Linked DNA regions of Rattus norvegicus: region 1 is linked to region 2. A link is a contact called in public Hi-C data. All regions are on one chromosome and are shown on one strand. Each heading gives the region's core, a stretch centred on a gene start, on an enhancer-like site or on the middle of the called end of the contact. The rest is flanking DNA. Distances are from core to core; before and after follow the strand shown.

The links. Hi-C and Micro-C count contacts between places; a contact is called where the count stands out from the background.
Region 1: a Hi-C map of the A7r5 cell line shows a contact between it and region 2, with 4 times the contacts expected there. The contact joins two enhancer-like sites. A contact is called at or near these places in 5 of 12 Hi-C or Micro-C datasets (the A7r5 cell line, hepatocytes, kidney and 1 more).

What each region holds. Positions count from the first base shown.
Region 1 is chr2:237,471,922-237,478,399 of GRCr8, forward strand. No RefSeq gene overlaps it. Among named protein-coding and RNA genes, the nearest start is that of Bcl10, 26 kb to the right of the region's middle. Within about 2 kb of position 5,075, at least 5 of the 93 cell types and tissues checked have an H3K27ac peak or open chromatin away from gene starts, as enhancers often do. A contact at or near this core is called in the A7r5 cell line, where this site is marked.
Region 2 is chr2:237,275,023-237,280,972 of GRCr8, forward strand. All of the region lies in intron 2 of LOC102553018 (a long non-coding RNA gene), which reads left to right. Among named protein-coding and RNA genes, the nearest start is that of Ddah1, 50 kb to the right of the region's middle. Within about 2 kb of position 4,444, at least 18 of the 93 cell types and tissues checked have an H3K27ac peak or open chromatin away from gene starts, as enhancers often do. A contact at or near this core is called in the A7r5 cell line, where this site is marked.

The DNA of each region.
Region 1 (6,478 bases), core at 3,825-6,324, 200 kb after region 2:
CACGAAGGTGAGTCTTGAACTTGCTGGAGCGGGCTCCCAAGCCGAGAAGCCCCTTTCTCATCTCGCTCTGATCTGCTGCTCACCCCATTGGCTTCTGATGGAGTCCAGGGCTGATGATTCGTAAGGTCAGCGTCCCAAGGTCAGCGTCCCACGACAAAGAGCTGGCAGAGATACCCAGGAGAGAGCTGGAGAGGTCAGGGGACATCTGCACAGAGCCCATGATGGAGAGTAATCGCAGGTCAGAGAGGGTTGGGGTGGGGTGTGCATTGCCAGCACTGTCTCACAAGGCTGGCATTTAAATCCTAACTCTTGGCACATTTCTGGGCTGGAAACGTGTGCTGTGTGGCCAAGCTCTCCTTCACTTGGTATCAGAAAATTATTGGATCCAAATCAGCCGAGGGCGGCCTTGGAGCGAAAGATCACGCCCCAGACCTGCTGGTCCTGGCCCTCTTTAATAGACACTGCGTTGATTCTAAATTTAGACGCAGCCTCTGAGCACTCAGTTCCAAACGTCAAGTTGCTGTCCTACAGCCGTTCCCGGGACTTTCTGGTCACACAAAGTTGTTTAGAGTTCTGAAGCACTCGCCTCTTTGGTTTGACCTTCTGTGTAGACATCCAGCCTGTGTGGGTGGGAGCTAGCTGTTTGGATTTTATGTGGTCACATCACTCATGGGGATAATGGTTTAAAATCCGTGAGGTTCCTTTCATCGGGGTGTTCACGAACCATGAGCAAGAAGAGCCATGAGCTAGACTGGCATGGTGGTTGAGAGATTGTTCCCGAGGCAGCCCTGGGAATGGCAGCATGAACACCAGGATAGGGTGCTCCTCTATTGCCACTGGAGTCTATAATTAGACCCTAGTGGCTTCCCATGCCCCTCTATTGCCTTGGACTCACAGTCAGATACACGCGGGTCCTTCATCTAGCAGATAACAATCTGCACTGAGCCTGCATTGTAAGAATCTGCTTCTGATGGAAGGACTGATGGAAATGACTTCCAAGAGGAAACAGCACTCACTGATAGAGCGAGTGTTTTTTTTTTTTTCTTTCAGCTCTCCAGTGCGTGCCTCACATATACAGCCCTGGGTTTGACCTTCAGGATGGAATGGAGGGAAGGAAGATAGGAAAGAAGGGAGAGAGAGGAGACGAGGAAAACATAAAATAGAGAGAGGAGGAGGAGGAGGAAGAGAGGGGAGGGGGAGGGAAGGAAAGGGAAAAGGGGGAAAGGCAGGCTAATTGAATGAGGTCGGTAGGCAAGTGTGGTATTTGAACCAACACCACGCCATTTTCTTCCCACTCCCAGTTCATGAGACAGAACCCCAGTACCACTTGATGACAGAGTAAGGAACGAGGCTCTCTTGGGATCCAGCAGCTCCCCAGGTGAGATCTGCCTTCCAGAAGACGGGCAAGACATAAATGTCACTCATGCTGGTCCAGCACGTCTGATGCTGAGGGGAAAGTGTGGTCAGAAGATGAGGGTTCTCCTTCCTTCAACCAACCCCTTCCTGTGGGGTGGAGGCTGTTCTCTGAGAGGACAGCTCCAATGAGAACACTGACTCGTGCCTGAACAACCCGCCCTCCCTGAAGGCAAGCTAAAGATGTATGCACGTGGTCCTCAGCAACAAAGCAAACGTGTTGGAGAGAACCGAACAGTTCTTCTGGCCCACCCCATCCAGAGGGATGGCTCCGACATTTTGTCTAGCAGGAGCCTCTCGAGAAGAGCTGGAGTCTTTTCTACAGAACAACTGAGTTCATTTGCAATAGAGAGAACAACACCAAAAACCACCTCTGCTAGCCGATCATATTATCCTGATCTGCAAAACCCTCAGGAACATATGGGAAAGGATCAAAACTAGTAACTGAGCTCGGCATTTCAGGACGCAGGATCAACATTTAAATAAGTCAACGGTATCTCTCTGCACTTAGGATGGACAAACACCCTTAAGAGGATGGTCCCATCTAGAAAATAATCAGGTATGTAAATCAACTTCTAAAGTCAGGATGAGAGACATTCTCTGAAAATGGATGACACTCTTAAAAGAAATCAAAGAACAAAAGGAAAGACAGCTTCTGGAATTAGAATGGGTGGACCTGTTGTGCGGGTGCTGGGAATTGAACCTAGGTCCTCTGGAAGAGCCCCATGCTCTTAACACCTGAACCATCTCTCCACCCTTGCAAGCTTTAAGTTTTACTGCTTTCTACAAAGCACCAGGGGCCTGAAACAGTCGAGATGTCACTGAAAATAGTGGTGGGTGGAGTTGGAGGACTCATGTATCCCAACTTTAAGACTTCAGAAGTGACGATGCAGTGAAGGATTGCATGAGGATAGACTATAGACTGACTAATGACTGACATGAGGACCTGGAAAGAAACCCAGGCACCTACAGTCAGCTTATCCTCAACAGGAATGTCAAAGCTGTGGGACAGGGAAAGGAAAAAATGTATACCCATAAGCAAAGGAGCAAAGCTAGAACCTCCCCCTTCACATCACAGATAAAACTTAACTCAAAACGGATCAGAACTCTAATGCCAGGGCTGTAAAACTCTTGGGAGAGTTGTGGGTCAGCCATTTAACAGTGCTTTCTTAGCATGCACTAACGCTGGGGTTAGAGTCACAGAGCCGTACTAACTGGGCACAGTGATACATTCCTCTAATCCTAGCATTTGGGAGGCAGAAACATGGGGATCAGAAGTCCAAGGTCGTGACAAATGCCATAGCAAGTTCAAGGCTAGCATAGCTTACACGAGATCATGCATCCAATAGAAACAGTATCAGAAACAACAGTACTATTACTAATAATGATAATAACAATAACGATAATAAATGTCTTAGACGAAAACCTACTAGGAAACCTTCACAACCTTGGATTTGTCGTTAAATCCTTATGACACCGAAACTATGAGCAAACAAAAGAAAAACAAATTTGGCATATTAAAACTGAAAGCATTTGTGCTTCAAAGGAAACAGATAAGAAAGTGAAGATAGTTTACTAAGTGAAAGAATTTACAAACTGTGTACCAGAAAAAAAGGACATGTATTTACAACACAAAAAGAACTCCTGTGGCTTGATCATAAAAAGGCAGTTTGAAAATAGTTCAAAGGTTGAAGGGTTACCTCTCCAGAGAATAGATAAAAATAAATAACCAATGGCCATGGGGGCAGATGTTTGGTGTCATTAGTTACCAAGGATGTTCCAACTAAAGTCACAGTGGGACCTGGGGAGAGCTCAGCTCTTAAGGGCACTTGTTCTTGCAGAGAGGACCAGAGTTCAATTCCCGCCACTTCTATGGTGGCTCAAAACCACCCTTAACTCCGGCTCCAGGGAACACTGTGCCCTCTTCTAACCTCCTCAGGCACCAGGGGCACACGTAGTGCACAGACATACATGTCAGCAAAACATCCATACACGTAAAATAAACAAAACTAAAAAGACAGCTAAATCACAGCGAGGCACGACTTTGCATTCACTAGATGTGGGTTAGAGTCAAAAGTCAGACCTGAAGAGAGGGCTCAGTGGGTAATAGCGCGGGCCACACAGGCATGAGGACCTCAAGTAGAATCTCAAACACTCACATAAAGCTATGCACAGCCACACTCACACCTGAAACCATAATGCTTTGAAAGCAGAACAGAGGAAGATCAAATTAGCTTGCTGGCTAGCCCAGCTCTAGGCTGAGAGAGAGAGAGAGAGAGAGAGAGAGAGAGAGAGAGAGAGAGAGAGAGAGAGAGACTATACCTCTAAGAAATAAAGGAGAGAGCAGAAGAGCCAGATACCTGATGTCCTCCTCTGGTCTTCACGCACACAGGGGGCAAATGTATGTACCTAAACATTCATGTGCCCATACAACACACACACACACACACACACACACACACACACCACAGAGCAAAACTAAGTCTTAATTAACACTCACTCCGCTCACACCTCGAAGGGTATGAGGCCGTGAAGTAGGAGGACTTATCCATCAGTGTTTGGTACCCAGCGCGCTGCTGCACAATGGAACCTCTTACTTCCTGAATGGATTAATCAGCTTTTCACCAGCACCTGCAACCACACAGCTCAGAAGCTGCCATTCCTGAAACTACCCTAGCCCCCCAATTAGAATTCATTCTCTTCTGTGGCTAAAATGCATTGACAGAACTCAACCCTGAAAATTGGACTGCGTAAATGATCCCTCGTGGAATGCCTCTTACCGTCGCAGCCCTTGAGAGGAAGAGAAAAAGAGAGAGAGAAAAAGAGAGAAATAGAGAAAGGAAGGAAGGAAGGAAGAAAGGAAGGAAGGAAGGAAGGAGAGAAGGAAGGAAGGAAAGAAGGAAGGAAGGAAGGGAAGAAGGAAGGAAGGAAGGGAAAGAAAGAGAGAGAGAGAAAGAAAGAAAAGAAAGAAAGAAAAAGTACAGTACTCCTTTTCCATTGTCTAAAACTCAAGTGCATATACTTACCATGAATGCCAAATTCCTGTGACAACCTGGGAGCCCGGATCTTGGTTCTCAAATGCAGCATCACAGGTGGGTCTTTGCTGTGCCTATCCCGCCAGGGTGGCCACTGATCAGCAAAAGGAGATGAGAGTGAAGTTTGCTCAGAGTGGTACAACTGAGGGACCTGGGACCAAGCTGCTCGGTCCAGTGAGTCCCTGAGGGCTGTGCACCTACAGTGTCTTTACAGAGACAAGAAAGACAGGCACCACACCATGCTCTCTAGTGGCACTTCCTTGGCGTGGCTTGCCCTTACTCCAAAACGTACCCCTCCCCCTACACACATGGACTCCTCCTCGAGTCCGGTTCTTCAGCCTGAACCATAATCCACCACAGGTCACAGCTGGCGCCTTCTTGATCAACATAAAGCAAAACCCTGGAAACATGCTGTGGAGATGGCTCAGTGGGTAGAACACTAGCTGGGTTCCCGGCACTCCTGTAAGCGCCCAGTGGGTCACGCTCATAAGGTAGAGACGGGATTGATGGAGTGGTCTGATATCCCGTCCGCTATCACGATAAAGCACTGAGACCCGCAGCTTAGAAGAGGAAAGAATTTATTTGACTCACACTTCTAGGTCACAGTCAGTCATGGAGCAAAGTCAGGCCAGGAAGCCAAGCAAGAAACCACGAGGGAACACTGCTTGCTGGCTCCCTCGGGGGTTCATACTTACCGAGCTCTCTTACACAACCAGGGACCACAGTCGGCTGGGCTCCCCTACGTCAACTAGCAATCAAGACAAGCTCCCACAGACGTTCCCACAAGCCAGTGTGATGTGGGTGCTCCCTCAGCTGAGACTCCCTTCCCAGAAGACCCTGGGCTGCATCAGGGCGGCAATTGAACTACCTACGACATGGGGTAAGCTGGCTCGCTAGATGCTCTACCAGTGAGCTCTGGCTTTAACTCAGAGACCCACCCTCTGAGAATAAGGTGGGAAATGATGGAGGAAAATTCCCAGGATTAACCTCAGCCCTAACACACCTCATGCTCTGGTACACACACATATGCACGTGTACTCATGCACACACTTGCATGCACACCGCACACACGCACACAGGACAGCTTTTTAAGGTTGAAGTAATAGTTGATTGCCATAGCGCTGCCAGATCCTCCTTTTCTTCTAGACCCTTGTGGCTCCGTGGTACCAGGACATGACCTCTTTCCTTTAACTCTCACAAATGCCCCATGGAGTAGATGAAAACAAAACAAAACAAAACAAAAAACTGGGGGCCATAGGCTGGAGAGATGGCTCAGCCGTTAAAGGCTAGGATCACAACTAAAAACTGGGGACCAGCCACCAGGTTTATCAGCACAGTACTTGTATCCTAGCACTGGAGGGGCAGAGACAGGCAGATCTCTCTGAGTTTGAAGCCTTCCTGGTCTACATAGAATGTTCCAGGCCTCGTTGGCCTTCATGGTTAGCCAGAGATTTCCTGAGCATGGATCTGGGGCTGTCATCCAGTTCTGTTCAGGAGCTCAGCCCTTACCCTCCACACTGTCTTCTGCTTGACATTGAAAGCGAGTGTTCCAGTAGAGTTGACAATTTCAAATAATGACACAGCAAGGCACCTTCAGGGTGTTTGCTACACTTCTCATCTCCACTTCTCCGTATTAATACATATCTCGCCACCTGTTCCCCACTCCCATAGGCAACCCTTGATCCCCCCCCCCAGAAACAAAAGAAATCTGAACTGTTTGCAGACGTCAGTTTTTTTTTTTTTTTTTTTTTTTTGCAGGAAAAAAAATTGTGGAGTTGTGGCGTCCTCTGGTGGTGATACGCTTGCTTTCTCGGTGAATCTTTTGTTGTGGCGTCCTCTGGTGGTGATATGTTTGTTTTCTTGGTGAATCTTTTGGCATGGAGAAGTGGGAAGGGACTAGTGCTGCCACCTACTGGGGCGCCCGACCCCAGCACCAATGAACTAACCTGCAAGAAATCTGCTTTACTAGGAAGCTGAGAAATCTGCTGTTTGCCTTTCCTTGACTCTGCTTTGCTGTGAGACCCAGAAAC
Region 2 (5,950 bases), core at 3,194-5,693:
AGGTGCTTAACTGTCAAAACGCTGACAGTAATAGATGGAGTGTTCAGTCTTAAATAGAACATCCTTATCAACTTACCCCACCCCTTCACCCCAAATCTGTCAAGACTCAGGGAACGTCTTCAAAGAGGCAACAGAAGGAGGGTAAATGCCGGAGGATGGGGAGGAGAGCTGTGGAATCCCGTCTCATGGATATGACTGGCCCTCACACTCATACACTCACAGACGGTTGTCTGCACAAGATGAAGCCAACCGAAATCCCAGCGTAGACGGGAATGGTGCATTTCAGCCCCCACCCTTACTAAGGATCTATCGACAGTTGACAGCGGCTGGGGAGAAGGGATCTCTGTCTTCTGACAATGTTCCTGCTGGTGGATTTACTCCGGTAGGAACTTCATACCTGTAATCCAGAGGAATGAATGCTTTATACCTGTACAAGTGGGTAGTGGTGATTGGTCTTAGATGAACTTGAAAGAAGGACATGCTGAGAGGGCAGGGAGAGAGCTGGAGGAGGAACATGAGAAGAGGCGGGTATGGTCATACGTCATTGTATACATGTATGAAATTATCAAGAATGAAGAAAAATTGCAATAAAAGTAAGATAAAGCCTCTTGATGCAATCTAGGAGCTTGGTGGCATCGAGGAAAGGTATAGTTAGGACCCCATTGAAAGTCAGTTCCATATCTGAAATCGGCATCTATAAACCAGATGTGGAGGTAAAACACATGACCTATTTAAAAAACAAAACAAAACAAACAAAAAAAAAAAACACTCTTCTCCATGTCCTCAACGGTAAGACCTTCACTGTTGACAAATAAAAGGCTCCAGGACTGGGGAGGCAAACTTTAAATTACAGACGTGTTCACTCACGAATAGAATCACCACAAAGTTGCTTTAGGCAAGCGCTCTACCACTGAGCTAAATCCCCAGCCCCTAAAGTTGCTTTAAATAATAAATAAATTGTGTTACTACTACTACTACTACTACTACTACTACTACTACTATTACTGTTTTGTTGACTTTCCTTTATGATAGGTACTTGGGTATCTCAGGTTAACCTTGAGCTGCATAACTGAGTTATGTCCTTGAACTTCTGACCCCCTGCTGACCCTTTAGAACTTCCTGAGAGCTGGGGCGATCTGTCTGGGTCGCTCTGGCTGGTTTATGCACCCTAACAGCTAAGCTCCTCCAGGCCCATTGAGCATCAGTTTTGAGGATGTGCCAGTTGCCTAGAGCCCAGCCGAATCTATTCTTAATCTGTGACTGGAACTCCCTTATAAACCCAGACGTTGGCTCTTAATTAGTTAGAGAGAATTGGGATAAATATGATCAAGATACTCATATATGAGATTTTCAAATAATAAATGAAAATATTACTTTAAATAGACAGAAACCTAAGAAAACTCAGAAACCTTTCAGTAGCATTTCCATGTTTCTTGAGTCATCTCAATTACACGCCCACATTTATGTACACTAACAACATTTTCCTTCATTCAGTTAGGGAAGAACAGAGTTTCTCACACTCCAAGTTGTGACCTATCAATGGGCAGGGAAATAGAATGAGTCACTGTGATCATCTGAATACTCTATAAAAAGAAGTAATAAGATAGATTGGAAAATATCAAAACGCATCAAGTAGGTAAGGGTAAATTTTATTTCACGAATTTTCATTACCACACGTATTCACACACAGTATGCCTTTATATAGATATTTAAATGGTATCTGCATGTGCATCCAATTGCAGTGAGTCGCCATGGAATGCAGACAAAAGAATTTGAAACATCCAAAAAAGGAGAATATCCGGTCAGTGGCCTTAGTATGCAATGGCTGTGACTCTAGGTGGACCGCGTCTACTAAATCACTGTGTCGAGCGGTAGCGGTCTTCAAGCTCTCACGGGCATAAGAATTCAAGTCAAATATATCCCTTATACACATAAACGGACACCTAGCTATAAATAAACTTTTAGAAACCTTTAAATATAGTAAAAGCTTTATGAGGTAACTAGAAATATGACTTCCCTAGTCCACAAAAAGCTGTTGTGAATCCTGCAGAATTACAGCACAGAATATGCTGGAATTTTAACGGCTCACTCATTCATACACTGCAAAGGGCATCGTGAGGAAGAGAGAAAGAGAAATAATCACTGGTTGTTGCTCTCTGTAACAGTTGCAGGTTATTTAGTGCTGGTCCTCTCGTCAGCCTGGGGTGACAGGAGTTGGTTTGTTAGATGGAGTTGGAATCTAGAAAGAAACTCCGAGCCTGCTTCTCATGCTTGAGAGGGGACAGCCTCGTCCAGCTTAATGACTTCCTCCTTCTCTCTGATCTGAACCAGTCTTGCTTAACTCTGTAACACTGCTTTACCCATTCTTCACTGGGGACCATACAGGTTTCCAGGAAACTCTTGGGGCTAAAGACATTCCAGACATTCCTTAACACTGCGTTCCTCAAAAGGTCGGTTTCTTAGGCTCCTCAGAGAGAACACTGCCCACATGGTTCACAGGGACCGCCGCACAAGCCTTGCATTAGCAGACAGCCAAGGGTGGCCTCCTGTGCCTTGCTCTGAAAGGCTCGCTGTACTCAGTCCAGAACCGGAGAGACTCAGTTTTACAGGGGAGCTGAGGACACTGGGATCCTCAGTTAAGAGGATCCACAAGGGAGGTCGAGTTCCCAGCAATACAGTGAGGCTACACACAGGGTGTGTGTCTTGGTATGGTGTGTGTTTTCTTTGGAAACAGGCGTTTAAATGAAGTTTCCTTTAGCAAAATCTTGCCCCCAACAAGAGTCCTAAAGAGACTTTTAAAGAATTCAAGAAATACAAAGTGTACACTGCAATCCATATTAGCTGCCTTCCGTATAAAAATAATTACCGAATGCATCATTTTCCTCTCACCCTGGTCTCAGTTTCTTCCTTCCCACATCTTTTGTGCTCCCTGCCTCCTCCCTGGCCGCCTATGCATTCATCTGAGATGCCCTCATTCTCTTTTTCCGACAGGCAGAATAGATTTCAGACATTCCAGGGCTGAAGGCTTTCAGCAAAGAGATAAGCCCCACAGAGTTCCCTTCACAAGTAGCCAGATGCCTCTCCTCCTGGTTGATGCTATTCTCTGCCAAGCTCAGGTTCACTGGCCTGGAGTCTGTCCTCTCGGTTCTTCCAAACTCAGCACCGTTGCTTGGTTTCCACATTTATTCCACAAATACATCCTATATTTAGATGTTTCTAAAGTTATTTTTGCTTTGTATGTTTTTGTGCCTGCATGCATATGTGTGTGTAAGTGCCGGCAAAGGTGTGCTACTGTGCACATTTGCGGGTCAGAGGGCAACTTTGCAGGGGCAATTCTTTTCGCTTTTCTGTGGGTTCCAGGGATGGAAACTTAGCATCTCCCCGGCCCCTGTTTGCACTTTTTTTTTTTTTTGAGGTAAGGTTTTGCTACATGGTTGCTCTCGAATGCAAGGCAGCCCTCCTGACTCAGTGTTACAGGAAAGAACAGAATGTATCCCTATGTCTACCTATGCAGCTATCTCCTCCCTTAAAACCATCCAGTTGAGCAGGTCAAGCACTTGGCCTGCCCACCTTTCTTACAACCAACTCAGAAAGATACAACTTTTCCTTGTCCTTTTCTGTCTCTTTTGGATGTTGGCCAGAGCCTAAATAGGATCCAAACAGAGCAGAGAACATTAGTCCTATGGTTCTTACTCCACAAAATAGAATTCTTGGTCAATTGTGCAGGCTGTGACAAGTCATCAGCAGCTGTGAGCTCTGATGGGTGTGGTCTCATCTGGCCCTACTCTTCCCCCAGAGACTCATGAGACCCTGGAGTATCTGCATCAAGTGACTGACTGAAGGAGGAAATGTAACGCTAAGCCCAGGGGTGCATCTCCGAAAGAGGGGTGTGACTCAGGAACGAGCCATCATTTCATACTCCAAATGGATAGCATGAGTGTGCATGGTGTGTGGTGGGGAGTGGGGAGTGGGGTTGAGGCTGGGGGAAGCTACTTGCTCCAGGACTCACCCTTCCCCCTTCTTGCCTCTGCTCAGTGAGGGTCCCTGAGATGACATTCAAATGATGACAGGGAAAAAAAAGTGTCAAAGATGACAGAAAGCTACATGAAGGTAAACAGGACTTTCTGGACCCATTAACCCTTCTGACTTTGGGATCAATGGGAGAATGCTAAATGTCCTCTGTCTGAAACACTGGCCCTTACCTAGGCATTTCCTGTAAGAACACGTCACCTCTAAAGATCCCTGGTAGATTACTGGGGCTGAAAATAAGGCAGAGATAGCTGCTTCTCACTGACTTCTGAAAGAGTCACTACGGAGTGTTTACAAAGATCCCACAGACGGCTAAAATTAGCTCATTCTGCACAGAATTATCTGCTGCTGACTCAAGATAGTGACACAGGCAGGGCTAAGCTGTGAGCTCACCAGGAAGCTCATTCCCTAAAATTGTTCTCTGGCAGCCAACGACCCTAGTGCACACCAGTGGATGCATGGTGGGCTATAAATAGCGACCTGTTATGCCATCACCCAGGAGCTGTGTCTTCACTGCCATTTCCTGCAGATCTAAGAACCTTCTGACTGGTTCTCTGTTGCCTCTGATACAGAGTAGGGTGTGGCGCGCATGTGTGTGCGTGCGTGCGTGAGTGTGTGTGTGTGTGTGTGCATGCATGTACGCATGTGCACATGTAGGTACACATGCATCTCAGAACATCATTTTAGTTGTATGATATGATAACCAGAGGACAGGCTAAATGGTGTGCTCAATTTCACCTGACAACTCAATGACACTCACCACTGAGTTTTGGGTCCTGTCATTTTCAAAGACTTCAACCCACTGACCTTGGATTTTTTTTCCTATAAGATGGAGAGCATATCCTGTCAGTTGACTTTGAGCAGGTGGTCAACTTAGAAATATGTTAGGATACCTAGGCAGGGAAGGCATCTTCAGAATGGTTTCTCCACCATTTAAAAAAAAAGAATGGTTTTGTTTCTATCTAAGGGTAAATTTAAGCCAGATCCAGTGGCAACTGTTCATAATCCCACACTTAGGAGAGTTTGCAAGAACCAATGTGTCCACTCTCTTCCCAAAGCTGTAACTTAGTTGCCTCTTTCCCACAATCAAACTTGAGTCTTCAGGGTCAGACAAACGAGCTCTTTAGCTCATGAGTCCCATTAAATAAAAAATGGCCGCACCCTTTCCAGAGAGGCCCATAGACTGCCACATCCCCTCTCTCGGTAGCTGGCTTCATGTTTCTTTCCGTTCTTACTACAATTTCTCTGTAGTTTTTAACCTCAGAACACACCATCCTTCCTGTGTGCGGAACACATTTTGGTTCTGAATGATGGCTTCTCTCCACAAGTGTCAGGTCTCTGGATCAGATGGCATCGCCTGATTCCTGAGGAACCCCACTGATCTCTTCCGTTAACTGAAGAAACGTCAGGAAGAAAATTGGCACACAGCCGACTTTCTGTTTTCGAAGCCTTGGAATTTTTCTTGTTGGGACACTGAGTGCTCCATGTCTAATTAGACCCCTCCCCTCTTACTCATATTTGGCTTTATCAATAAATTACACAACTGATAATTAGGAACAGGAACCCAGTGCGTGCAGCGAAGTGTGTAGGAAGGGGAGCATTCAGGGAAGCATGGGTTTGGAATGGTGAAGTGGGAGAGGGGACACTCAGGCCTAATGGGTAGGAAGTTGTTCATCCTTAAGCAATCGCTTAAGAGCTGAACTGTTACTCAGGGAAGGTCGTTCTGCTACATGGGCAGATGGAGTGCTCAGTAGAAAAAAAAATTGGTTTCTTTTTTGTGCCTTTTTTTTTTCTTTTTGGTATGTGTGTTTTATTTTAAAACCAGATCTTGTGTAGCCCAGGCTGGCCTTGAACTGCCTGTCTAGACATTCTCCTACTTCTAACTCGAGAGGGCTAAGATTACAAGTGTATGCCCCCATCG